Linked DNA regions of Sus scrofa: regions 1, 2, 4, 5 and 6 are each linked to region 3. The links are chromatin contacts, called in public Hi-C, HiChIP or PLAC-seq and promoter capture Hi-C maps. All regions are on one chromosome and are shown on one strand. Each heading gives the region's core, a stretch centred on a gene start, on an enhancer-like site or on the middle of the called end of the contact. The rest is flanking DNA. Distances are from core to core; before and after follow the strand shown.

What was found. Promoter capture Hi-C pulls out the DNA fragments that hold promoters and counts their contacts. Hi-C and Micro-C count contacts between places; a contact is called where the count stands out from the background. HiChIP or PLAC-seq counts read pairs in DNA pulled down with a chosen protein or histone mark.
Region 1: a promoter capture Hi-C map of liver shows a contact between it and region 3, with 9 times the contacts expected there. The contact joins the enhancer-like site here to the promoter of DPH5 in region 3. A contact is called at or near these places in 2 of 5 promoter capture datasets (fetal skeletal muscle and liver), 7 of 47 Hi-C or Micro-C datasets (alveolar macrophages, embryonic fibroblasts, liver and 2 more) and 2 of 2 datasets of contacts at active chromatin or transcription factors (alveolar macrophages and skeletal muscle).
Region 2: an H3K27ac HiChIP or PLAC-seq map of alveolar macrophages shows a contact between it and region 3. The contact joins the promoter of EXTL2 here to the promoter of DPH5 in region 3. A contact is called at or near these places in 1 of 47 Hi-C or Micro-C datasets (liver) and 1 of 2 datasets of contacts at active chromatin or transcription factors (alveolar macrophages).
Region 4: a contact with region 3 is called in an H3K27ac HiChIP or PLAC-seq map of skeletal muscle. The contact joins the promoter of S1PR1 here to the promoter of DPH5 in region 3. A contact is called at or near these places in 2 of 5 promoter capture datasets (fetal skeletal muscle and liver), 15 of 47 Hi-C or Micro-C datasets (brain, embryonic fibroblasts, fetal liver and 10 more) and 2 of 2 datasets of contacts at active chromatin or transcription factors (alveolar macrophages and skeletal muscle).
Region 5: a Hi-C map of heart right ventricle shows a contact between it and region 3, with 3 times the contacts expected there. The contact joins the enhancer-like site here to the promoter of DPH5 in region 3. A contact is called at or near these places in 1 of 5 promoter capture datasets (liver), 2 of 47 Hi-C or Micro-C datasets (heart right ventricle and liver) and 1 of 2 datasets of contacts at active chromatin or transcription factors (alveolar macrophages).
Region 6: a contact with region 3 is called in a Hi-C map of liver, with 4 times the contacts expected there. The contact joins the enhancer-like site here to the promoter of DPH5 in region 3. A contact is called at or near these places in 1 of 5 promoter capture datasets (liver), 1 of 47 Hi-C or Micro-C datasets (liver) and 2 of 2 datasets of contacts at active chromatin or transcription factors (alveolar macrophages and skeletal muscle).

Annotation. Positions count from the first base shown.
Region 1 is chr4:117,024,818-117,028,969 of Sscrofa11.1, forward strand. No RefSeq gene overlaps it. Among named protein-coding and RNA genes, the nearest start is that of S1PR1, 43 kb to the right of the region's middle. Within about 2 kb of position 2,869, at least 25 of the 83 cell types and tissues checked have an H3K27ac peak or open chromatin away from gene starts, as enhancers often do. A contact at or near this core is called in alveolar macrophages, liver, retroperitoneal adipose tissue and 1 more, where this site is marked.
Region 2 is chr4:117,395,920-117,400,065 of Sscrofa11.1, forward strand. EXTL2 (exostosin like glycosyltransferase 2) reads left to right here and starts at 1,292. Exons shown (of 5, transcript NM_001243549.1): 1 at 1,292-1,853; 2 at 4,024-4,101. The coding sequence starts at 4,097. It overlaps SLC30A7 (solute carrier family 30 member 7), which reads right to left and starts at 464. Exons shown (of 11, transcript NM_001136211.1): 1 at 316-464; 2 at 6-107. The coding sequence starts at 395.
Region 3 is chr4:117,266,251-117,270,673 of Sscrofa11.1, forward strand. DPH5 (diphthamide biosynthesis 5) reads left to right here and starts at 2,780. Exons shown (of 8, transcript NM_001243679.1): 1 at 2,780-2,910; 2 at 3,139-3,296. The coding sequence starts at 3,162. LOC106508363 (a long non-coding RNA gene) reads right to left here and starts at 2,734. Exons shown (of 7, transcript XR_002343569.1): 1 at 2,548-2,734.
Region 4 is chr4:117,066,629-117,071,120 of Sscrofa11.1, forward strand. S1PR1 (sphingosine 1-phosphate receptor 1) reads right to left here and starts at 3,096. Exons shown (of 2, transcript XM_021090128.1): 1 at 1,798-3,096; 2 at 1-154. It overlaps LOC110260372 (a long non-coding RNA gene), which reads left to right and starts at 2,421. Exons shown (of 2, transcript XR_002343565.1): 1 at 2,421-2,508; 2 at 2,986-3,887.
Region 5 is chr4:117,092,995-117,097,317 of Sscrofa11.1, forward strand. No RefSeq gene overlaps it. Among named protein-coding and RNA genes, the nearest start is that of S1PR1, 25 kb to the left of the region's middle. Within about 2 kb of position 2,272, at least 10 of the 83 cell types and tissues checked have an H3K27ac peak or open chromatin away from gene starts, as enhancers often do.
Region 6 is chr4:117,112,634-117,116,865 of Sscrofa11.1, forward strand. LOC106508363 (a long non-coding RNA gene) reads right to left here. Exons shown (of 7, transcript XR_002343569.1): 5 at 795-1,388. Among named protein-coding and RNA genes, the nearest start is that of S1PR1, 45 kb to the left of the region's middle. Within about 2 kb of position 2,853, at least 11 of the 83 cell types and tissues checked have an H3K27ac peak or open chromatin away from gene starts, as enhancers often do. A contact at or near this core is called in liver, where this site is marked.

The DNA of each region.
Region 1 (4,152 bases), core at 1,619-4,118, 240 kb before region 3:
CTTTTCAAAAATACAAGGCCCTGGGCCCTGTGCTCAGAAAATTAAACCAGGATCCCTGAGGTGGAGCCATGAGGGTGGGAGCATCTGAAAGCTCCCAGGTGGTTCTCACATGCAGTCAGGGCCAAGAGCCACCAGGCTAAGGAAGAAAAAATATATAATAGGGAATCTGTTACGGAACGAGAAGTTCATCTCCAGTGAACTTAACCTCAGCAAAATTTCCCAGCTGCTGGGTCCCTATCCTCTGTCCCCACTCAGTCCTTCAGATCCCTTGATATCCCCAGAGACCCAGCAGCATCTTTGCTCTGCTCCCCCCACGTTGTGCTGTGATTCACCCTTTGGTTACAGCAGCCAAACATCCTTAAAGCCGAAAACGTAGAATCAGGCCTTTTCCTGGAGCTTTTGCTTTCTTCTGGTCTCTGAGGCCTGATACCAAGAGCAAATTCAAATTTTTGTTTGTTTTTGCCCCTCCCGTAGCATGCAAAAGTTCCCAGGCCAGGGATCGAACCTGCATCGCAGTAGCGACTGGAGCCATAGCAATGAAAACCTGACAGGTCCTTAACCCTCTGTGCCATGAGGGAACTCCTCAAATGGTTTTTGTTTGTTTGTTTGTTTCTGCATAGCCACATAGTCTAAGAATCATTTATTTTCTATCAAATCAAAATTGTAGGTTAAAGAGTCTTAAAACACCCTAGTGAGAAAGAAGATTTATAGATAAGCTAGTCAACTATGGTGTAGGCAGATAGATGGTCTCAGTTTAGTGACATGTAAGTGAAATTGCACATGGAACTCCAACCTTTAAATAAATAAGATGCAATACACAACAGGGTGAATGCTATGTTGCTATTTGTGTTAGGAAAAGAAAAGAGGTAAGGCAGCGTGGAGGGCGGGTAGGCGATTGCTAGAACAGAAATAAGAGTGTGAAAGCGTGACACTGGTCTCTGACTTCTCACTGCTTACTCTTTTTTTTTTTTCTTTTTTTTTCTTTTTAGCTCTGCACCTGTGTCATATGGAAGTTCCCGGGCCAGGGGTTGAATTGGAGCTGCAGCTGTGGCCTGCACCACGACTTGCAAAGCTGAGGCAACAGCAGACCCTCAGCCCACTGAGTGAGGCCAAAGAGCAAAGCTGCATCCTCACAGAGATCAGGTCCTTAACCCACTGATCCACAATGGGAACTCCCCAGGGCATACTCTTTTGTACCTCTTGGGTTTTTGAATAGTGTGCATGGATCACCTACACTTTTTTTTAACAGTTAATTTTTGTCGTGGAGCTTGTTCTGCTTGGAGCAGGGGGCATCTCACCTTGCCCCCGCTTCCCCTCACCCTAAACCCCTCACTCCCAGATGAAGTCCTAACAAGACTTTTAATCCCATGACATTCCTTGGGGATGCCCTCTGCAATAGGATCGGATTAGAGACCTGCTGAACGTTTTCAACCCTGCATTTTTTAGCTAGAATTGATGCCCAGAGAGGGCAAGTGACTGGCTCAAAGTCACACAGCTAATGAATGAAGCTAAACCTCCTGATTCTTTCTTCAATGTTTTTACCGTATGTCCTTAAACATTATCCCTTCCACACAGCAGATCAGACAGTTATTGAACTTCTACAACTATGCCTGAGAGATACCATTAATACAAGCATGCAAGTGGCAGAGAAAACTTATTGACCAGACACCAAACAAGTAAGCACAAGCCTCGCTGCCACGCTATTGATTACATGGCAATAGCAACCCTCACCACTAGTGAAATTTTACTCTATTAACAGCCTCACACTATAAAGGATTATGTAGTTTATTTGGATATTTTTTGGCATGAGTCACAAGACAAACATTTGGAAAATGAAAGCACCATATGCAGAAAGCAGCCTTACTCTTTTGGCGGGAGGGGGCGGGGATGGAGAGGCGATCGGCACAACCTCAACGACCACTAGGTGGCAATAGTGTCCTAACAACACTAAGCAGCAGGCCTGGCACTCTTAGAAAGTGAACGGTGAATCAATACCCCACAATTGACCCACCTGGCTACCCCCAAAGCCTTGAGACTCAGAAAGTGTTATTAGTAAAAGTAATAATCCCTTTATCGCTTGATAATTTATGTCCTCTATTATAACAGCCAAGAACGCTTTAGTTTATCTCAAAAAGCAGGCTCAAACCAGCAGCCCTTGGGCAGAACCTGGTCAGCAGCACTGTGTTTGCCTAGGGCAGTGTTTGGCTTTGTTGTTTTGTTGTAATCCAAAATGCCTTTAGGTGGGGCAGGCCTTTGCCAGTTTGCCAGAACACCCACCACTCTTTAAGGTCTTATTTTAGGCTCTTCCCTACAGTTGCGTGACTCCTGACTGTATTGGAGATTGGGATTCCTGCTGCAGTGTCTTTCTTAAATGCACAATGACGCCACAATTCCAAACTAACTGATCCACCCAATTATCTCAGGCTTTCCCACCTCCAGAGATCTTTTCTCGAGTCACTCCTCCCCCAAGGCTCTCCTCCAGGGCCTGTCTTTTTCTTGCGATCCTTCTTAGTTTTTCTTTTTTTCTTTTTACAGCTGTGCCTGCAGCATATGCAGTTCCCAGGCTAGGGGTCGAATTGGAGCCACAGCTGCTGGCCTGCCAACCACAGCCACTCCAGATTCAAGCCCCGTCTTCTACCTATACTGCAGCTTGTGGCAACGCTGGATCCTTAACCCACAGAGCCAGGCTAGGACATTATGTCAGATTCTTAACCCACTGAGCCACAGAAGGAACTCCCCTTCTCATTCTTGAAGGCCCAGATTCAATGTCACCAGGGTGAAGTTCATTTCCCCCAATCTGTGGCTCGCAGAGCCTGTATACTTCCTGGTCTGTGCTCTTTTTCTGCTCCGTCCCACTAGCTGTTTTTCATATGCCTCAGCTCTTTGTAAAGTTCTCTGCGGGAAGTAAAGAGATGTCTCACTGTTCTGGGTGTGTGTAACAGCGCCCCACCCAGCGTTTCATTTGTTCCCACTCAAAAACTATGCCAACACCTTCTATGGGGACTGACAAGAGACAGGATGGGAGTTCTTCTGTGGTGCGGCGGGATAAGGCTCTGGCATTGTCACTGCAGTGGCTTGGACCTCTGCTGAGGTGCAGGTTCAATCCCTGGCCCAGGAATTTCCACATGCCACAGACACAGCACACAAATAAATAAATAAATAAAGCAAGAGAGAGAAATAGTATGGCTTAGGAAAGTCTTTTATAGATGACCTTTAAAGAAATATAATTTATTGATGAAAGCATATGAAAAATCAGAACTAAGCTGGATTTCCCATTGTGGCGCAATGGAAGCAAATCCGACTGGTATCCATGAGGATTCAGGATCGATCCCTGGCCTCGCTCGGTGGGTCAGGGATAAGGTATTGCTGTGAGCTGTGGTTTTAGGTTGCAGAGGTGGGCTCGGATCCAGGGTTGCTGTGGCTGTGGACTAGGTCAGCAGCTATAGCTCCAATTCAACCCCTCGCCTGGGAACTTCCATATTGCCACAGGTGTGCCCCTAAAAAACAAAAAAGCAAAATACAATGCAATACAATACAAACCAAGCTAAAATGTCACTGTCTCCTGCAGGTACTAAGGGGACATATCGAAGCGTTCAGCGTAAGCCCTGGACTCAGACAGCCTGGGTACACATCATGGCCTCAGTCTTGACAAGCTGGGTCAATAGTAGGATACTAGCAGTAAGACAATGACAGCACCTCCCTTACAGGATTTGTTTTTATTAATATTTTACTCTGAAATAACTTTAGAAAAGTTGCAAAAATTGGGGAGACATGCTCTAAACTCTTCACCTAGCTTCCCCCACTATTAGCCACTTCCATAAGTGCCATTCAGTCATCAAAGCCGGGACACTGACATTGGGACAATGCCATCAACTACATCGACAACCTTGTTCGATTTTCATCAGTTTCCCCGCTGATTTCCCTTTTTGGGCCCAGAATCCAGTCTGGGATTGCTTATTGCATTTGGGTATCACGTCTTCTTCCTCTCCTCCAATCTGTGATGCTTCTGGAAAGTCCAGGCCAGCTATTCCCAAAATGGCCCTCATGTTTTCGCACGAGTAGAGGGAGGTGGTGCAGTTTAGGGCAAGGAGGTGATGCCGTGCCCTTCTCAGCGCATCATCTGTGGAAATACGTGGTGTTTACTCTGTCTTA
Region 2 (4,146 bases), core at 42-2,541, 130 kb after region 3:
GTTACCAGTTGCTCCAGATGCCGTAGAGTAGTTCGACAAAAGCGAAAGAGAGGTTCAGGCACAGGAAGAAAAACAGGTTCCGAGACGTCTTGTCCGACAGGATGGACCTAGGCATGACACAAGTGGGGAAGAGCCGGGAAAGTCAAAGCGGGCCGGGACCCGGAGGCTGGGTTCTCCTTTCAAGACCCTCCCAGTCCACACTTTCAAAACGAGGGTGTCCCCGACGCTCCCTCCCTGGACCTCGAGCCATCCTTAGGTTTGGGCCTTCTCCCCTTCTGCCAGACATCCCCATCCCGCAAACACAGCACCCCGCACCTAAACCAGCCCGAGATCTTGCCGAACAGATTGAACTTGGGTGGTTTGTATTCATCGTCCTTGATGGACAGGGGCAACATCTTCTCTGCCCGGCGAAGGGCCGGGTCTACACCCCACTAGTAGCGGCTCCGTGGGTGATGGTAGTGACAGTGGTGACGCCTCAGATGGGAAGCCCCGGAGCTTGTCCCGGGCCGCGCGCCGCTTCCAGACACAGACTCAGACACAGACTCAGACACACACACCCGGGAACCCGCCGACTTCCGGCCCGGGCCGCGCAACGCGTCCTGGGACGGGAAAGGGGGAAGGCGGGGCCGAGGGCGGGACTTGCGCGGTGGGGCGGGGCTTACGACAGGGGGCGGGGCTGCGCGGGTTTTTCTGCGAGTTAAAGGTGGTTGCAACGACTCGGTGTTCCAAAGGGCCGACCTGGGGTGGAGTCCCGCCACCTGGACTGAGGAGGAAAGTCCTGAGCTGGCCCTCTCACGGCCTGGGCTGGGTGGGAAGTTGAGAGCCCGCACTCGTCCACCCTGACCGCCTACCGCCGATGTTCCCGGATGCGCTGGCGTCCAGCGCCAGCCCTTTCGCCCTTACCCCTGTTATCATTAAGACCTGATGCCCTGGGCAGCAGTGCTTAAGAACCTAGGCCGCACGTTCTCTCGCCTTCACTCCACAGGAAGCGCAAATGATGGTTTTGCTGGGTGAACCCTGGACACCCACATCCTAACAATCCACCCCGCCCCGCCCCCCGAAAACAGCGCCTGACCTCTCCGTACTGCCACGCTGGAGGCAATCAATAAAGGTCTTCCGAAAGAATTTTAAATGTATTTAAGAGAACCCTTTAAAAGGAGCGCCGACGAGACTGGGTTGGAATGCAGGTTTGGTTAAGGCATTGCTTCCACGACAATTCTCAATCCGCAGATAACCCAAAACTCGAGTTCCTACACGTCCCCTTCACTTCCAGGTCATCCCGGAGGCCGCAGTCGCGGCTCTAACGCTCGTCAGAACCCCACTGCCCATCGCGAGGAAGTGCAGGAAAAACAGGCTCTTTGGTGGGACGCAGGGACGTGCGGAGCTCGGGGAGGCTAGCCCGACGGGCCTGTCCTGGGCACCCACGGTCGTTGGAACTCGTCTTCGGGCGTCTTTCCGGGAAATTGCTTGGGTAAGGTCAGGTGGTCCATCACCTGAATGAGTACAAGGTGTTGTCTTGGGGGAGAAATGGGGATAAAGGACGACCGGCTTTTGGAGGTGGGCTGGAAACTACAAAACCGAGCTTCTTGGGAACAGCCTTATAGTCTAACAGGAAGTGGAGCGTCACCGAAAGGGAGGGGTGGCCGCCCGGGACGGCCCCCTGCTTCAGGCTCTCTCTTTGCGGTCAGCGTTTCATCCAGGTTATCCATCCAGCGAGTGACGCCAAGTCCTTGCACGCTACTGGGTTTGGAAAAAAACAAAAAATGAGCAAGCGAGACGCCCCTTCCGTTTTATGATCACCAAGCTGCAAGCAAATAAATCGGCTGGTCCCACTGCAATCTTCTGCACTCGAGGTAAGGAAATACCAAAATGCTCTCATGTTAAAAATGTTCTGCAGTGAGCATATATGTGTTTTGCTCTCCTTGGAACTTTGTGAGTATGTGGGGTGGTGATTAGGTGGTTTTATTTTTAAAAACATAATTTATGTACTCTGCAATTTTTTTTAAATGTCCATGTTAATTAAAACTGCTTTATAAAAACAGCTAGATTCCAGAAATTAAGTTCTGGAAAGAGTACTTTGCCTTTCTAGGCATATATTTCATTATTTTAACTTAAAGAAATATTTTCAATTAGTAGCATTTATTTATATTTTTAGGAAGCTTTTATATTAGCCATAGACTGAATTTTATTCAACTGCACTGCCAGGGAAACATCAGTGGGTACAAACTGGGTTCAAGATAAATATTTCCATGGCAATTGAGTTTTTCTCCAAAGCTGCTTTATTTCAATATGATGTAACTTTGCTGGGGGGGGGGAGGTGAGGGTATATGGAAGTAACTAAATGTCAGCAACTGATTTGCAGCGTTCCCTTAACTCATCAAGGTCAGCTGGAATTTGAGCTTGTGTTTTTGTATTCTGCCTTTGAAGATAAATTCTGCATTTTATCTTATATTGCTTTGGATGAGAAATTGCTCAGCTGGTTTATAGAGAAATCTGCAATACCCTTTTTCATAATAGCTTTTAAATAAGTTGGAAAAATTGAAGTTTAATTTCAGTTGTATTGGTCCTGGGACTCCTAAGTCCCCACTCCTCACCCCCAAAATATAAGATAGCTATTCCCATGAGGGCCTTCTTTCAAAAGGCGGCAATGCCACTTCACATCTTTCATCCTTAAGTGGCAAAATTACCAACTGCAATACGAAAAGCATTTTACTAGAAATGGTAATTGGACACTTTAAATCACGAAAAGTTCTCTGAGTGGAAAATGTTTGATGTGTCTCACTTCTTTTATCTTCTTGAAATGATTGCCCCATATATGTTAACCAATATGTATTGTCATATCAAAGCTAAAGTTACTTTCTTTCATTCATTCAACAGTCATTCAGTGAACATCTACCATGTACTAGGCTCTGTGCTGGGCAGAGGTGGGGGAAGGGAAGTGGGTTACAAAACCTGACAAGTCAAGGTTCTTTCCCTGGAGGAATTTTATGGAAAGAAGCTAGATGTGAGGAGAGGGCAAATCAGGCCAGGATTTTAGAACTGCATAATATTTAAGATGTGCACAAGAGTGCTTTTGATGTAGCAGGGAGGAACAACTGTCACTCGAGTTTAGATACATGTTAAGCCTTCCTTTTGCCCCTTCCATAACATGTATCATGAAAGAATATGATTTGGGAAAATCAAAAATGATTCTTCAGCTGTATGCAGGTGGTCATTACAGCTGCAGTATCCTACAAGTCTCCAATCAGTTCTGAATTCCTTCATATGATATAAGATTCAGTGGGTTTATAAGATTACATAATAGAAATATGTATCTATCTATCTATATATCTGCATTAGGGTAACTATGCAAACTATATGGGGGAAAAAACTCAGCCTTTTAGATGTGCGATTAAGGGCTGTGAGAAATGAAAGCAGAGAAGATGAAGGGGCAGAAGCTCGTCTCCAGCCAAAGTTCCAGCTCCTTGGGTTCAAGGTTCCAGTTCCAATAGTCAGTAGGGAATAAGAAGGATGCCATTTGTCATTCCTCAGTAATCAATCCTCACATTTATCTGCAATCCTATTTTAGACCCTGTGGATTTTTAGTACTTCAAATTGAATGCCCTATGAACCTTTAGTGAAAAAAAGAGGTTTTGATGGTAGATAAAACTACAGATGCTAAAAAGCATCTAGAAATTGAATACAAGTGCAGGTTGCTAATGCATAAGAGGTCTTACCCCATGGCATATATGTTCTGGTTTCACATGTGTAAACACATTAGATTATCGGGATTGTGTGAGTTTCTTCTACTTCCGGATACTTAAGAGAAAGAGAAAAACAAAAATATAGCAGTGTTGGTACCAACTTCACAGGAAGCTGTTATCTACCTAATTGCCTAAATGTAATTTTTAGTACACATTATAGCAAATTTTAATTTCTAAAAATAATTCAAAGCCTATGGCCAATAGCATAAAAATTCATTTTTAAAAAATTTCCTGCTGGTTGACAAAAACATCACAAAAATTTTCTGATTTTCCTTAATAGTGCCAAGAGAGCCTGTTCCTATGAATTACTGAAGCCATAAAGAAAAAAATTTTTAAATTAAAACTTTACCATAATGAGGTAAGTACCAGTTGTTGTTGTTGTTGTTGTTTATTTTTTAAAAAC
Region 3 (4,423 bases), core at 1,530-4,029:
AAGCAAGGCATGTTTATGTTTGATAATCCTGTCAACGATTTTTCGGTAATCATCCAGAGCATACCACTCCCTGCATTTCATAAAGACAGAAAAAGACATCATAAGAAATCACCTAGCTATTAATGGGTAAATAATGGTCTAGTTAACATTTATTGAATACCTGCTATGTGCTGAAAACTGTGCTAAGCCTTAAGGATGAGAATATGAGTAAAATACAGTTCCTAATTCCATTAAATTGATGGTTTTGTAAAGAGAACATACGTAAAAGAATTACAAAATACTTAAATTGATGATAAGTCCATGTATGAAGTGTTACTGTAATGAAAAGAAGATACCTAACCTAGCCTGGGGATCTCTAGGGCTGCTTCCTGAGTTTAGTCTTCAAGAATGATAGCAGTAATTTAGGCAGGAGAGAATGGGAGCGGGTATTCCATGTTGAAGTGGCTGCCTGACTAAAGGCAGCGAGGCACAGAGCAGCATGCGTGGGCGCAGGGGTGAACTGCTAGAGGAAAAGCTCATGGGATGTATTGGAGACAGTTGTCACATCATGGGTGATTTTGTGGGATATGTTAAAGGAGCCTGGACCTTCTCTTGGCCTCAAAAGGATTTAGAAGGGGAATGACATTTTCAGATTGTTTCTGAGCTAGATCTCCCTGGCTCCTGAAAGAGGGATGTATGTGAGGGAGACATGCTGACAAGCTGCAGGAGTGACATAACAGGACCTGAACCAAGACCGTGATGGCAGGTGTGGTTTCTACCAAGAAAAAAACAGCATGATTGTCAAATTAAAATGTGAGGTGACTTCCAGGTATCTGGCCTGGATAAGCGCCTAGAGATGACAGTGTCTTCCAATCAAAGCAGATAACAGAGGAAAAAGCCAAGTTGAAAGGTTAAAAGATGGATTCAGCTTTGGATGTGTTAGATTTGACATGCCTCCAGGTTATCCAGATGCTTTCCAGCAGAAAGTTAAATACAGGATGTTGAGGAGGGGTCTGAATGGGAGGTTGAAATTTGAGTCTGCAAACTATTAAAGGTAACTGAAATCATGAAAGTGAATAGTCAAAGCTTTGTTTTTGTTTCTGACTTTAGCCATTCTAATAGGTGTGTAGTAGTTATCTCATTGTGGTTTTGATTTTGATTTCTCTAATGTCTAATGATGTTTGGCATCTTTTCAAATGCTTATTTTTCTATTCATGTATCTTCTTTAGGGATGTGCTCAATTTTTTTTCACATTTAAAAAATTGGGTGTTTTCTTGTTATTGTGTTTTGAGAGTACTTTATATAGTCTCGATGTAAGTGCTTTATCACACATATGCTTTGCAAATATTTTCTCCCAGTGTATGGCTTCAGTGTTTTTTTGAAGACCATAGCTTTTATCTTGTTGGGGTACAATCTTATCATTTTTTTTTCTTGCATCATGCTTTTGTATTGCACTTCAGAAATATTTGGAAGTAGGTCACCAATATTTTCCCCTGTTTTCTTCTGGAAGTTTTATGTTTTCCACTTACATCTATGAGACATTTTGAGTTTAATTATGTACATTGTGTGAGGAATGGGTCAATATAATGATATTGGATAGAACGGATCATTAAGAGTGTACGGAACAGGAGTTCCCCTCCTGGCCCAGCAGAAACAAATACGACTAGGAACCATGAGGTCGCAGGTTTGATCCCTGGCCTCGCTCAGTGGGTTAAGGATCCTGCATTGCCATGAGCTGTGGTGTAGGTCGCAGATGAGGTTCCGATCTGGCACTGCTGTGGCTGTGATGTAGGCTGGCAGCTGTAGCTCGGGTTCAACCCCTAGCCCGGGAACCTCCATATGTCGAGGGTGCGGCCCTAAAAAGAAAAAAAAAAAAAAAGAAAGAAAAAAAGAGTTTATAGAACAATAAAGTCAAAGACTGGACGGAATTCGGGAAGAAGAGATAAAGCCAAGGCCAAAGGAAGCAGAGTTGAGCAAACAAGACACAAGCCATTGTCGGAGAAACACAAGGAACACTGAGTAATCAACGCTATCTTGGATGAGGTCACTAGTGACCTCAGGAAAAGCATATTCAGTCAAAACAAATAATTTCGATATTGGAACTACTTCTAACCAACCACTTTAAGAATTCCCCGTGGAAGCACTAGGTCTACATTTGAAATCCCTTAGCATTCTTAAAGGTCACTTCTCTGGGCACAGGAGGGTCTGGGCTTCCCGGCACTGACAGTGAGGATGACTGAGGCAGATTCCAGTCACGCCACTTGGGGCACTCCAGAATGAGGGCCTGGGGACAAACCCAAGGAATCACTGCCCCGCTGGGAAATCAGAACCGACACTCATCACCAGGTCTTCCAGGCTGTCACCTCACCAGGGAGGCAGCTGGTTAAAATACAGTCGAATGAAAAGGCGAGGATGGGAATGTGTGCACTTGGGCAATCCCGGAGAAAATTAGGGAAATTCCTTCCTCCCGCCCCCCCTCCTGCGTCTGGAGGAGACGCGGAAGGCGTGTGGGCTCCTCGGCCCAACCTCGCGGGCGGCTCTTCAAGGGTAAAGAGCTTCTGCACTTACCGGTCCCAGGCTGGGCATGTTTAAGCTAGGGGGATAGTGGGCCGGCCTCGTCCCTTCCCAAAGGCCATGCTGAGGTCACTGATCAGACTCCCCCCGTCCGGCTGACCTTACGCCTTCTCACCCCAGCAGCCTACGTACGGGTCATTCCTAGGCGCGGCGAGTCTCCCCGCCCAGAGCCTGTGGGAGCCACCCTCCCAGCTAGTCGTAAAGTGCCGCGAAGCGCCGGCGCTTTACGGCACCGTAGGTGAGGGCGACGGCGTGGATCCCTGCTCAGCGCACATCCTCTGCCTGGGCACTGCTTCTGGGGAGCAGCGGCTATTAGGGAGTTGGGAAGACAGGGCCCCAGCTACGATTCTCCCAACGGTAACCATCTGTCCCTAGGTTTGTGTAACAAGAGAGAAGGCGGTTAGGGTTGTTTAAAAACACTCCAATCCTTATTTAAAAGGCGTGAGATTAGGTTCTTAAACCTCCCTCCTGTGATAGGCGGTCCCTCCCCGAGCTGTTTGGGTTTTCGTCTTGGTGTTCACCTCTAGATTTTTGGTATCGTCGGTGTAGCTGGCACTTGATTTTCTTGTTCATTTCGTCCTGCAGTCGCCCTCCCCCTGGACTTGGAAATGCTTTACATGATCGGTTTGGGCCTGGGAGATGCCAAGGACATCACAGTCAAGGGCCTGGAAGTTGTAAGACGCTGCAGTCGAGTGTATCTGGAAGCCTATACCTCAATCCTGACTGTAGGGAAGGAAGTGCTGGTAGGTGCCCAAGGCTTTCCAGCCTTCTAGGAAGAACGATATCTAACAGCTGAGTTTTAGTATGCTACGCCGTACCGACTTTTTCACGTCTGTTGGTTTAAACCGATTAAAACACATCCCGTACTCGTTACGAATCTGGGTATTACAAAATTGGGAGTCATACACCAACCAAGTGATTTGGAAAAGGAAAGGGACCTTTTTTTACTCTACAAGTCTAATTGTGTGGCTTTTTCCATTAAATAGGAAAGGAGAATTGCTTTACACTCCTGGGGATGGTTATCAGAATCCGCTATTTCATGAGATAGCCAAGAAATCCTTTCTGAGTTGAATGCTAATGAGGTGCTTATTCAGCCTTAATGAGTTGGTTATGTATTCAGGAATCGAGCTGAAAGCTTATCCCTTTGAAGTATTTCCATAGAGAACGGTAATCTCCTTTCTGTCTGTATCCTATCCTGAGAGAACTTACCTTTAAATAGACATCTCCCAGTTAAGGCTTATACCCATACACTTGGGTGTATTGAGTGAGCCTGGATCTTAGTAACCAGGGAATTTGCTAGTGTATCAAACATTTACCTGGTTCTGGTTAAGGGCTCAGTAAATTTTGGAGGAAGGGTCAAGTTCAGGTTCATTGTCAAATTTCTTACAGGATTTTAGCATAGTGTCTGGCACAAAAGTGTTCAGAAACATGGTTCGTTAATAGATATATTTCCAAACATCACTATATCTCAGTTTCTTCATTTGTCAAATGGAGATAATAGCTAGTTGGAAGGCTATTAATATTATATCATTTCTTAAGGTGATGTATTTGAAAGTGCTTTGCAAATTGAAGTGCTAACTAAATGTTAATTTTGGTTAAGACTTTTTAAAGTATTTTTTTCCCCAAAAACATACTTGTAGAATTATTACCTAAAGGGTCAGGATCTAGGGCTGGGCCCAACCTCACCTACAAGTAGATTATGTGTACTTTGTTAAAGTGCTAGAATTCTGGAGTTCCCTTCGTGGCTCAGAAGTTAACCAACCTGACTAGAATCCATGAGGATGCAGGTTCAATCCCTGGCCTCACTCAGTGGGTTGGGGATCCCGCTTTGCTGTGAGCTGTGGTGTAGGTCACAGATGCAGTTTGGATG
Region 4 (4,492 bases), core at 1,846-4,345, 200 kb before region 3:
TGTCCCCAGGAACCCGGGGTGGCGCTTCTCCAGACGAACGCTAGAGGGCGGGGCGGGGTGAGCCTTCCCTTGCAGCCGGGGGTGGCTCGGGGAGAACGATCCAGGCTTTGTGTGTAGCTTTTCCTTGGCTGGAGAGGGCCTCGGAAACTGCAGCCTTAAACAAATCACAAAGAGGAGTCAGGGAAAAAGCTACAGCACACTGGTGTAATTCATTCTAGTGGAGGCATTTCTCCAGTTTTCTTGTTGTTGATTTGTTATAAGGAAACTTGGGGAGAGCACAGGGAGAGGGATTCAAAAAAAAAAAAAAAAAGTCCAATTCTCATTCCTTGAAAAAAAAGAAGAAGATACGAGAGGGAGAAAAAAATTTTTACCCATACTCAAAACTCCGACTGCAAAGAATAACAACTCTTCCTCTGCTCACATTCACTCAAATGGAAATGGGAAAACTGGAGAAGCGAGCTCCGTTTAACTCCCCTCCTACCCCCTCAATCCTACGGCCCCACGCTGCTCCCACTCCCACCAGGTTTCCAGCTGAAAGATTCTCTGAAGCATTCACTTGTTCAGCAGCAGACTCACCACCAGCTTCTAGTCGCCCCTTCCAAGAGACCCAACCACCAGTGTGAGGGCGGAGACGCACACCTCTGCCCTCCACCACCACCCAGCTAAAACCAGCTTCTAATTGCCATGCAAGAAAGTAGACTTGCACGAAAATCCTTTGAGAGCGTAAGCACTTTTTGGTCTCTATTAATAACTCTCTACGAGCAGGTGTGCTTAGGGTCCGAAGGCGCAGCATGGTGTGGGCAGCCAAGCCCGCCCTGGCCTTTGCGATAAACAGGAAAGCTTAGCGCCTCCGTGAAGCAACTGCCTTTCTTTCCACTTTTTTTTTCTTTCTTTTTTTTTTTTTTTCTTGCAAGCCAGTGCAAGAAAATATAAAGGTGCAAATAATTCACAAGATATTGCAATAAATCCCAGAAGTTTCGTAGATTCATTGATTGCAAAAGGAGTATTTTTAGTTACTGTGGGTTTAGCCAAAACACACACAGAGAAAGAGAAGTTAAACTACCAATGATAACAATACATGCCACTACATTCCAAATTCCTAGTGCAAAATTACTCTCCAGAAACTCACACAAACAGACGCCTGGCGGTGCATTGCTAAGCTAGCGCGGGCAATTTTATTTACAGCCCTCCCCTCAACACGTTGCCTCCTCTCATAGAACTAGAAAGTGCGGAGGGAATGAAGCACGACACTGATTAGAAGTCTGCCCGCACGTTGTTTAAATGCTTCCAGGTAAAGTAGCAAATGCGATAAACGTGGAGTAATCGAGGTGAGAGCAGTCGCAGCAATTCCTGGACAGCAGAGGCTGCTGGAGCCCAGAAGCCCGGCGTTTCCCACACCTAATTCCACACCCTGCTCATTCTCAGGGCAAGTTTATGCCCTTACCCCTCCTGCCATATTCTTTGTCTATAGGATTTCCCAAAATACGAGCCTTTCCTCCCTCTCCTCCAGCCCACCGCAGCTTCCGCTCTCCCCTAACCCCAGACGGCTCCGCCACGGGGACTTGACCCTTTTCCAAACTTTTAGAGGCACAAGTGCTCCAAAAACAATCCGATCGGAGTTGGGTTCCTTCCTTAGTATTCCAGAGATGCCTGTTTTCAGCATCCAAAGACGAATGTTTTAAAAGTGTTTGTTTTACTTCGTTCCGGTTTAAAAATTTGTTTCAGCCTCGGGAGACGTCCGGCCGCGATGCTTCCCGGTGCGCCCGGGTCGGCGCCGGCCCCGCGCGCACTCCCTACCTGGCTCAGGCGGGACGAAGCTGCGTTCGCGGAGCTTCGGGTCTGGACTGCGCGCTCGGCATCTTGCAGCTGCTGCCCGGGACTGACTGCGCTGCGCTCTCAACTTACTCCCTCCTCAGCCGCACACTCCAATGGCCAGCGCGGCCAGCTGAAGTCGCCGAGCGCCCCGCAGAGGCCGAGTGGCTTCTTTAGGAAGGGACCGGGAGGCGGTGAGTGCCTCAAGCCCTCCCCCCCCCACGTCCTCCGCCCGCGACGGGTGGCCTCCGGATCTCTGCCGCTGAGACTACTGTCCAGGAAAGATCTAGAGCAGAAACACAGACACGCACAGTCAAAAAGAACCCCTCCTCCCCCACAAGCAGCTAAAAGAGGAAAAAAGGGGGGCGGAGCCTCGTGCCCCCTGGACTCTAATGTATAAATCACGGTCCTCGCCCAGCTCGCCGCCACTCCCAGGCGGTGGGGACCGTTCTCTGAGCCTTAGAAAAGAGAAGAGGTGAAGAGCCTTTGGAAACTTTTCAGCAGAAAAGTCTTAGGGAACAGAGGCGTCTGTGGTGCCCCTCGACGCTCCTCCCCCCACCCCACCGCCCCCCGCAGCCCTGGGGGGACCCGAGTCGCGAGATTGTGGCAAGGCGTCCCCGGGACCGCTTCGGGTGCAGACAGAGGAAAGTGGCGCCGCGTCCCCGCCGCGTCCCGGCCGCGCTCTGGGGAGGAGAGGTAGGGGGACGCAAGCAGCCTAGAAGGGACAACGGCCCGGACGGGTTCCTGCACTTCTGCCCACCTCCACCCCTCACCCCTATGTCGCTACTGCCTGGAAACTTGCGGTCTGAGGGGCAGAAAGTGGCTTTCGCGGGGCGCAGAGGGAAATGGGCCAGCGCTGGGCGAGGTGTGAGGTGGGGGTTCCCCTCACTCAGCTGGGCGCAAAATCAGGCCCTGTGTCCCAGATTCTGGCCAGTGGGGAGGCCTTTGAGGAGGTGGGCAGCTGCTGCGGGCCGAGAGATTTCAACAGCCTGGGCAGCTCAGGGGTTTCCGAAGGGAAAGATGCTGCCAGGCCTAGACCAGCCTAGGCCTGCTGCCACCCAGCCCGGGGAGGGGGGGGGGCAGGTGCCCTTCTCTCCCCTTCTACCTGGGAGGGCCCCAAACCTCAGTGCCCACACTAGCTCACTCCCTTCTTTCTCTTGGATGCGACTTCAGAACAGAAGACTGAGGGGCGGCCTTGTCCTCTCTGCCTGGGTGATAAGCGCAGGCACCTCTGCCCTGCCCTCCTGCTGCAAGGACCGTTTCCGTCCAGTTCCCATCCAGTCTGCGGTCTCACCGGCTTCCCATGCCGGCAGATGTGAGCGCAAAACTCCGTCGGGTAGTTTCAATTGACACAGAACAGACACACCCTGTACCTGAATGACTCAGAAGGAGGCTGAAAGAATAAACAACTGGCTTCTGGGATCTTATGACTTTGCAAAGGGGAAAAAAAAAAAAAATCAAATGACAGTTAGTACACACTTGTCCCAAAAGACATCATCAACGGTCTTGCAGCCAGCACACACCCACCGCAAATTTGACAACAGTCTGTGCCGACCGTGTAGAAATTAAAATAACGGTCCTCTAGACTCTAGAAGCAACTCTGGGTCTGAGGCCGTATTTCACTTCAAAGGGAAGATATCCTGTCTACTCAGCACAACATGCTGGATGAAGCTGGCACCCTTCACCCCATCCATTAATTTAAAGGGAAAGGAACTAAAGTAAATTGCACAACCCAGACTGTATCAGACATGTGATAAACTATGGAATTCAACACGACTACTCTGTGAAGCAAGCATTGTTGGCCATTTTGTGGATGAAGGAAAATTCAGACAGTTTAAATCCACAGCTAGTGATTGGCTGAGCTAGGTTCCAAAATGTATGTGTGTACGAATTTACATATTTATTCATTTTGCATTTCAGGGCTGCACCCATGGCATATGGAAGTTCCCAGGCTAGGGGTCGAATTGGAGCTATAGCTGTCACAGAAACTCAGGACCCAGGTTTCAACTGCAACCTACACCGAAGCTCACAGCAACTTCAGATAGTTAACCCACTGAGCAAGGCCAGGGATCAAACCCACTGAGTCTTCATGAATACTAGTCAGTTACATAACCCACTGAGCCACAAGGGGAACTCCTGGTTCCAAAAATTAAATACTGCAAATGCCATGTCAAATGCCTTCAGTATACAGTTAGGGGGTTCTCTGTGATACAATGTCTTGACAATGGAAGTCTTTGTAAAACCATTTGTTTCCTGACTACGCAAGTGTTACACATATTCACATATTTAATCCTTACCATGTCCCTACAAGTTGGTACTGTGCATATTCTGATTTTACAAACGAGGAAACTGCATCCCAGACATATTAAGCAACTTGATTAGTGTGGGCTTTGACCATAGATGGGCTGCAGATTCTTAACCATTTCTCCCAACCACCACGATAAACCTCAACCATGTCAAAGAATTGTGTTGGTGGAAGTCAGTCCTTTTCTTGTGAATACTGGTGACAAGGACAAGATGCAATATTGATTCAGTATTTAGAGCTCAAATACTTTGCAGATGATGACTTAGCAAAATTCATCCTTAGCAGACAGCTATGAGATATAAAATGTAGATGACCACCCTGGCCAAACTAGAAAGAAGGCAACAACGTTCTTTACAGTAAAGGCTTCCTTGCCAG
Region 5 (4,323 bases), core at 1,022-3,521, 170 kb before region 3:
TTGAGACTGGCAAGGATGAGAATTTATTTTTTCTAGAGTCAGGCAAAAGTTGACTCTTTGGGGCACAAAAACACAGTTTAAATGTATATGCAAAAAACATAACATCGCTTAATGCATTGAGAAAAATTGTATTCTTTTTTTTTTTTTTTTTTGTCTTTTTGTCCTTTTTAGGGCCATACCCACGGCATACGAGGCTAGGAGTCTAATCAGAGCTGTAGCCACCGGCCTACACTAGAGCCACAGCAACACCAGATCCGAGCCACGTCTGTGACCTACACTACAGATCACAGCAACACCGGATCCTTAACCCACTGAGCAAGGCCAGGGATCAAACCCACAACCTCATGGTTCCTAGTCAGATTCGTTAACCACTGCGCCACGATGGGAACTCCAAGAAAAATTGTATTCTTAAAAGAAATCATTATTTTAAAAAGGAAGTACAAATAGATTGGTCTTTTTATGTGAAACTATTGATGACCAAATAAATTCTGTAATGCATATAAACTTTTGCCTCTAAAACGACATACTTAGGGCAGAAATAAAGTGAGTCACTGCCATAGTCCCTTCACTAAAAAAGGCCATATACGTATATACATGTATGTATGTATTTATGTGTGTGTGTGTGTGTGTGTGTAGTCACACACACATATTTGCATCTGTACAAAGTTATATCTATGTCTTCTACTTTTAGGCACCCCTTCCTTGAGCACGGACAGCTTAAGTATCATTTCCAGCCCTTCCATTCTGATGACTCCTCAGGGCTGTCGCCATTTCTAACTTACAGGGAGGAAGCAATCCAGATCCTGGTGTGCCTTTTTCAACATAACTCTGATCACTGGCTTCCGATTTTTAAATTTCTGGGTTCCTAGAATGTTTAAATAAATCAGGAAAATTTTACAAACTTCAGAATACAGTGTCAATGGTGAAAATATGGCCAAATAATAAGTAACACTACTTGATGAATTTTTATAGATAGTGCTCTTATAGGTCATTTTCAAGCCTTTTTGCAAATATTATACCCATCAGCTTCTGAGCAAAAAAAAAAAAAAAAAAAAAAAAAAAAAACAGAATTTACTCAGTAGATTCAATAAGAAGAGTTTAATGAAGCGACTACTTACAGAGGTTGTAGCGCAAACAAGGGGAAGCTGAGACAGCCAGAGATTAGCAAGAGCAGAAAACCATTACTGCCCCTAGAACCTAAGGGCTAAAAGATGGGGACAGTGTTACCAGAGCCTCACGAGAAGTTAAGGGTCGAGGAAACGAGGTCACCCAGCTGATGCCAAAGATGTCACAGGGAAGCAATGAGAGAAGGCAGAATTATCTTGCTCCTTCTTTCTTCCCGTTTTCTGATCTACTGAACCCGAAGCCAGATGGCAAGAGGGTCTTGGCAATGCAGTTAGGAGGAGAAAGCAAATCCTCGGGGTACAGAGAAGGCAGGGGAGGAGGGTGCATATGGCTGGGGGAAAACCGGAGAATAACCAGCCACATACGTTAACTCAAAACAGAACAGGCTCCGAGAGATTAAGTGCCTCATTAAATTTACACAACTCATAATCCCTGATCTGACTTAAATACCAGTGTCCAGACCCTTCAAAGCTAGTGCTTTTTCCAGTTAGTTAATGGTTTAGATCACAGCGTGGGTAAGAGCCTGGCCACAGCAGTCAGTCAGCCTGAGTCTGAATCCGGGCTCTCTCACTACCTGGGGTGTTGGGTAATTCCTCTGAGTCTCCATTTACTCATCCACTACTGGGGATAAAACACCTACCTCATAGACTTGACATGAGGACAAAAATCCTGCTTATAAATGCCATGGGTAATGCTTGGCATAGGAATTCTAAGTAACATGAAGAGCTACCATTTATTGGGCTCTTGATACACTACTGCCTCCATAAAAGAACCTTAAAGTGAGTCCTAAGACCTCTCATTTTCCCGATCTGGAGGCTTAGAGAATGATTTGCGTAAGGTCACCATCTAACACCAGTGCTGAGATCTGATTTTTAAATCCCACGCATCTACTCCATCATACAGTTCCAAAATGGGGTTCCAGCATTTTCCTGGTGGGGGCTCAAGCCAGAAGCTTTTAAAAACGTGCCTAAACGCACTTCTTCTTGAACTTTTCTAGGTGGGTGCAACGAGGGGGACACAAGTTTTATACCCTTTTCTGGTTATAGCTCTCACTAGCTTGTTGTATCCGTTGTTGACAGTTCAGAGCTAGGACCAGCGATATTACTGTTTTTTAAATAAAGCCAGAGTGCCCTTGAGGAATATGCCTTTCACCAGGGGATGATTGGTTTGGAATCCCGATGCCATTATTTATCATCACGTGGAGCTGATTTGCAAGGAATATATGGCTTTGATGCTTGAGGATTGGCTTTGCGCCAAGAAGTCATTGTTGGGGATTCTGGCTGTTTGATGTTCAGAGGCAGTCTGCTGGGGAGTTGCCTCGGCCTATTAATAGGAGTTCAAACACAGTGTCACGAGCTCAACTGGGAGGGCCTGGAAAGAGAGGCCCAAATAACAATTCTGAGAGCCAGGAGGTGTTGTTGGACAGGATGGTGTGACCTCCACACCACGATAAGGACTCCTGAAGGCATCTGAAACATGCCAGCGGTTCCTCTGCACACCCAGTCTCGCTCAAATGCCCTTTGGGGCACTGACACAGCATGACACGTCACAACTGGGTGCCCCTCTTTCCCACAGGGTAGAGTTCCTTAGAGGCGGGGATTATTTCATTAATTCAACAAGCATCCCGCGAGGCTCTCCTGCCACTGCCAGACATTGTGTGAGGAGCCAGGAGCCGTATTCATCTTTGTACCCAGCACCTCATCCAGGGGCTTGCACATGGCAGGCATTCAGTAAGTGCCGTGGGTAAAATATGACCCATGGAGGGAACTAAACACAAACACTGTGGTCATGGTCCCTTGAATGTGTTTTTTCAAAGTTTGCTGTACTACTCAGGCTCTTTGAAATAGGAAAATCAACTTATGGCAAATACAACAACTGTTTAATACATTTCCATTTATCTTAGGGTGAAAGCTTAAAGCATTCCGGTGGATTAACTATCCTGATATTTAATAGTCAAGTCTGTATGTGATAATATCAATTAAAAAATAAACTCAATACCTAAACAAAACATAAATCCTTCCTGGAAGATGAAAAGGCAATGTGTCTCTCGCAGGTGTCGTTAAGCAACCATTTACTATTGTACAGGTTCTAACGGTACCTGGGGTTAAGAGCTTGGATGAGTAAATTCTCTTCCTCTTACTGATATCTATTTTTTTATATTCAACTGCTGATACATAATAATGAGGAGACCCCTAGACTACAGTCAACCATTTTAAAAAAAATCATTATGGTAAAAGAAAGGAATCCCATATTAAATGAAAGTTTTTTTGTGAAACAACAGAAACTATGACTAAATAAACATAAAAGAAATTCGTTCGAAAGATAAGGAGGGAGTTCCTGCTGTGGTGCAGTGGATTAAGAACCCGACTGCAGCAGCTTGGGTCCCCGTACAAGTGTGGGTTTGATCCCTGGCCCCGGTGCACTGGGTTAAAGGACCCGGCGTTGCTGTAGCCGCAAGCTACGACAGCTCAGATTCAACCCCTGGAACTTCCATATGCCAGGTAAAGAATGTTTAAATGGTTTCTGTGATATGGAACTGGAGCCCACATGGGTTGAATAAAACATAGAACAACAGCCCAGATGCCAGGGCACAGGTGAAGGAAGGATAAGGTCCCCAGAGATTCTGAAGCAGGAATTTGGGTTTTGCCTCTTGATAAGCCTTATCCACTGAGAGAGTCAAAAGAGACAATGGCCATTAGATATATTGGGTGATTTTAAAACAAATACAAATTATATTGTTTGTTATAATACCTAATTCTAAAAATTTAATGTACAGAAATTCCCATTGTGGCTCTGTAGCAAGGAGCCCAACTAGTATCCACGAGGACGCAGGTTTGATCCCTGGCCTCGCTCCGTGGGTTAAAGATCCAGCATTGCCATGAGCTGTAGTGTAGGTCACAGATGCAGCTCGGATCTGGTGATGCCATGGCTGTGGTGAGGCCGGCAGCTGCAGCTCCCATTCGACCCCTAGCCTTGGAACCTCCACATGCTGTGGGTGCGGCCCTAAAAAGACAATAAATAAATAATAAAATAAATAAATAAAAACATAAGGATCTTGAGACAGAGAGATGAACGTGGATTACTTGAGTGGGCCTAATGGGCCCTTACAGGAAGTGGCAGAGGGATCAGATTCATTACAGGGATATTTGCAGGTGGAAGCAAGAGGTTGGAGAGCTGTGAGGAAAGGGCAGGAGGAGT
Region 6 (4,232 bases), core at 1,603-4,102, 150 kb before region 3:
GACAAGAAAAAGACAACTTGTGCTGTAACACACAGAAACCTCCCGGCTGCCATAATATCCTCAGCCAGCACAAGATAACAGGATTCTATCTAGTGATGTGTGGGAGTTAATATGTAGAAAAGAAAACAATGGCTTATGGGTAGTGGAGGCACAACGGAAAAATTCATACATCATATCATACTTGACAGGAAGAGACTATGGATCAGGTTTAATCCCCTGTAACTTATTCTAAGGCATATGGTACAGGGACTCTGAAATGAAAAGCGTCCTCTCTTAGGTTATTAAATGTCTGAAATAATAAGCCAGAGATTAAGACATGGAAAATAGTCACCCATTCCTTCGGCAAAATAATTTATAGGACCTCAGCTATGTGGAACCAAAGAAAATGAGGAAAATACAAAAGCACACACATTAAAAAAGTAAAACATATTAATGAACTTGACAAAAATTATCGTCAGATTAAGCACATGCTGCTTTGAAGGAAGTGAAAATATGGCTTGTCAGCCAGGCCAGAGTGAGGTGACATGGCACAGAGAAGACGCAAGGCCAGAGCACCTGAAAAATGTGCACTGAGTGCTCCCTTCGTGTATATCATGGTGCTGTATGTGAAACGATCTTTCTTAAATAGTTAAAAGATGTTATTTTGTAACATTCTTGGGTTTGCATTTTTATATACACAATCAAATAGTTCTGAGATTGGGATATAATAATATTTTAAACTATTTTTAGCTTTAATCCTGTTTAGACATTATAAAGAAAACTAAATGGTAACGTGGAGCAATTGCTGAACTAACCTGGGTTACAAGCAATTTATGGAAGACAAAAGCGTTGTGTTGTATACACGTGTAAATGATTGTACGTGCGTGCACACAGGTGCGTGTGTGTTGAGGGGGGCAGCGTCCAGTCTAAGTGTATTAGAGGAATTCGGCAGATCCCGTCTCGTCGTCTTGTTCAGCATCTCAAAACAGCCACTCTTCAGCTTGGTTTTTCAGGTTATTTGGCCACCTCTTTTGGCAACAGGAGAGCCTTTTATCAAGTGTCTTATTTATATTCCCTTACGTATAAGCTTGTTGGCAGCTAACAGATCATTTGCTTTGTGTTTATAGCTTCAGAGGAAAATGGCTTTGGTTACTAGCAGAGTTTTAGTCTGAGGCACAATGAACAATTATGCTTAAAAAGCTGAGCATCGGTTTCACTGTTGATATACACAAAGCATGTGGTATCACATAATTACATGTGAGGTTTTTTATGTGTAGCAAGTTTGATCACATATAAAATCATATAAACTCTGACTTAATTGAATGTTTCACATCTATTCTCCAAATAATTATGATGAGTAAAGAAGCCAGACAAGGAAGCTCCCTTGTGGGGCAGCGGGATCAGCGTTGCTGCAAAAAAATAAAAATAAAATATAAATAAAAGTAAATGAAAAGCCTACATGCCATTTGACTACATTTGTATACAATTCTAGACAAAGTAACGTCATCTATAGTGACTGAAAGGGGATCATTTGGGGAGAGAGCAGGGAAGGGAGAGAGGGAGGGATTATGAGGGACCCAAAGAAAGTATTGGGGTGCTAGAAAATTTGTTACCTTGATTGTGATGATGGTTTCATCGATATATGCATAGGCTAAAACTTATCAAAACTGTATAGTCTAAATTCTGTGCAGGTTATTGTACATCAGTTATATCTGAATATGGTTTTTTTAAAAAAAACAAACTCCAATCTTTTTTTTTTTTTTTTTTTTTTTTGTCTTTTTGCTATTTCTTGGGCTGCTCCCTCAGCATATGGAGGGGCATATGGAGGTTCCCAGGCTAGGGGTCTAATTGGAGCTGTAGCCACCAGCCTATGCCAGAGCCGCAGCAACGCGGGATCCGAGCGCATCTGCAACCTACGCGCCACGGCTCACGGCAACGCCGGATCGTTAACCCACTGAGCAAGGGCAGGGACCGAACCCGAAACCTCATGGTTCCTAGTCGGATTCGTTAACCATTGCACCACGATGGGAACTCCCACAAACTCCAATCTTAACTGGCAGTCACTCCTTTCTACAATGAACTGTGGCAATGTAACGCCTGTATATCACACCCATCTGGGGATTAAGGTGAAAATTCAAAATAAGAAAGCAGAACCTAGACGTACAGTTGCCAGGAGGACAGGTCCGTCTTCAATGCTGTATCTGGAGGTCCCGTCTCCAGTGACTTACTGCTACACATTTGTCCAGCAACACTGAACAGTCTGCGTTCATCATCACAGAACCAACAACCATCCAAGTCCTCACAGAATACGATTCCCTGTGGTCTCTCAAGAAGCTAACATTAGATCATGTCTCAGAGGATTGTAACTGCATAAACCATGGGGCAGATTTAGTAGCTTTTATTGACACGGGAAATGGGGATGGAAAGAGATGATACAAGGACAGGAAAGGCAGCTTGCTATCTTTATTTTACCATCAATATCTGCAAGAAGGGAAAAGGATTTTGAAAGATAGGAACTTGGTAGTCAAAGCACCCCTGCCGTCCATTGCATATTTCAAAACTATAAATTTGATCATGTCATTCCTGCTTAAATATCTTACGATGGCTTTCCTACTAGCCACTGCCGGTAGGAAAAGCCCTTAGTGTGTTTTACCAGGAGCTCAGGATTTGACCCCTGTCCACTTTTTTAGCCTCAGCACATCTCTCTGTCCCTCACCCCAACTACAGCCGTTCTGAATGCCTTATTCGTCAAAGCTTTTCATGCTGTAATGCACTTTGGGTTCTCCAGGAAGCAGGCTCAGGCAGGGTTTAGTGTTCAGGATGTTTATTAGGGAGTGTTCTTGAGATCAACACCAGTGGAAGGGAGGGGGCGGAAGCAGGATTGGGAAGGAGGCGACATCCAGCCATGACGCAAGCCTGACAGCCTCAGCCAGTCATGTGGGGTGCTATGAAACCAAAATGACCCAACAGAGCTGGCAGGTGTGTGTAGGGAGGATGTGACCTTGGGCAAGGAGGCTCTCTGCAGCTGAGGCAATACCTGAAGACGTGGCCAGCTCTTGTTAGAGCCTGCGGAATCAAGTCCACCCTTAAAGGGCATCTGGGTAGGGCATTTGCATGTTCACCGAAACATAGTATTTACCTTGTGTGAAACCCTCTTCCCTTCCAGTTCACCTAGGTAATTTCTGCTCATCCCTCAGACGTCAGTGTAATTAATTCTCACTTCTTCAGAGAGGGATTCCCAAATTCCCGAACGTGATCGGCTTCTATATCAGGTCACATTTTTTTTCGTACCATCCTTGTCATAATCCTTATTATACTTATTTGTGATTAGTCTCTAATTTCTGTTTTCTTCTATACAGTGGTATCTCCTGGAGGGCAGAGACAACTTCCATAGTATTCACCTCTGAGCCTCAATGCCTACCACAGTGTTGGCACATAGTAGTTGCTCAATAAATATTGACTGAATAAATGGATGATCCAAGGTTTAAAGACCATTGCAAAGATCAAAGGCTCTTACCAACACATCTGTTTTGACACATGCTAAGACTTGCTGCCTTATGATGTCAAGGCGAAAACTTCATTCCAGCTCTATAGCCAAACTGCTCAGTCCTTTAGTCCTAGTTGGATCCCATCCTAGCCATGTGACCCTGGATAAGTTAAGTAAACTCTCTAAGCCTCAATAATAATTATGATAATGATAATAATTATAATCGATAATAATGACAATACTAGCATAATAGTATATTCCCCGTAAGGCTGTTGGGAGGGTTCAATGAAATAATCTATGTAGAGATTTTATCAAAGCCCCTGAAATACAGTGTGGCATCAGTAAAAGTTAGCTGTACTTGCTCTTATTATTATTTAGCTTTTAGCTGTAAGTTGAAAATATACTTTAAAAATGAGAAAAAAATTAGGAATAGATTTTTTATATTTGCTATTAAAAATGCACCCAAATAGTAATTTTTTGAAAATTAGATCTTTGTTAGATTTCCCTACACTTAGCCTGCAGTTTAGAATTGGTTTTTATTTTGTTTTATGTATAGAAGATGGATACCTTCTCATTACTTAGGGTCTTCCAAGGTTTTAAATAAGGCTGTTCCTGTCCTGTCACACAACCTAGGAATTTATAACTCAGTGTGTGCGTGTGTGTGTGTGTGTGTGTGTGTGTGTGTGTGTGTGTGTGTGTGTGTGTGTGAGAGAGAGAGAGAGAGAGAGAGAGAGAGACAGGGGAGGCAGGGAGGGAGAGGGAGATA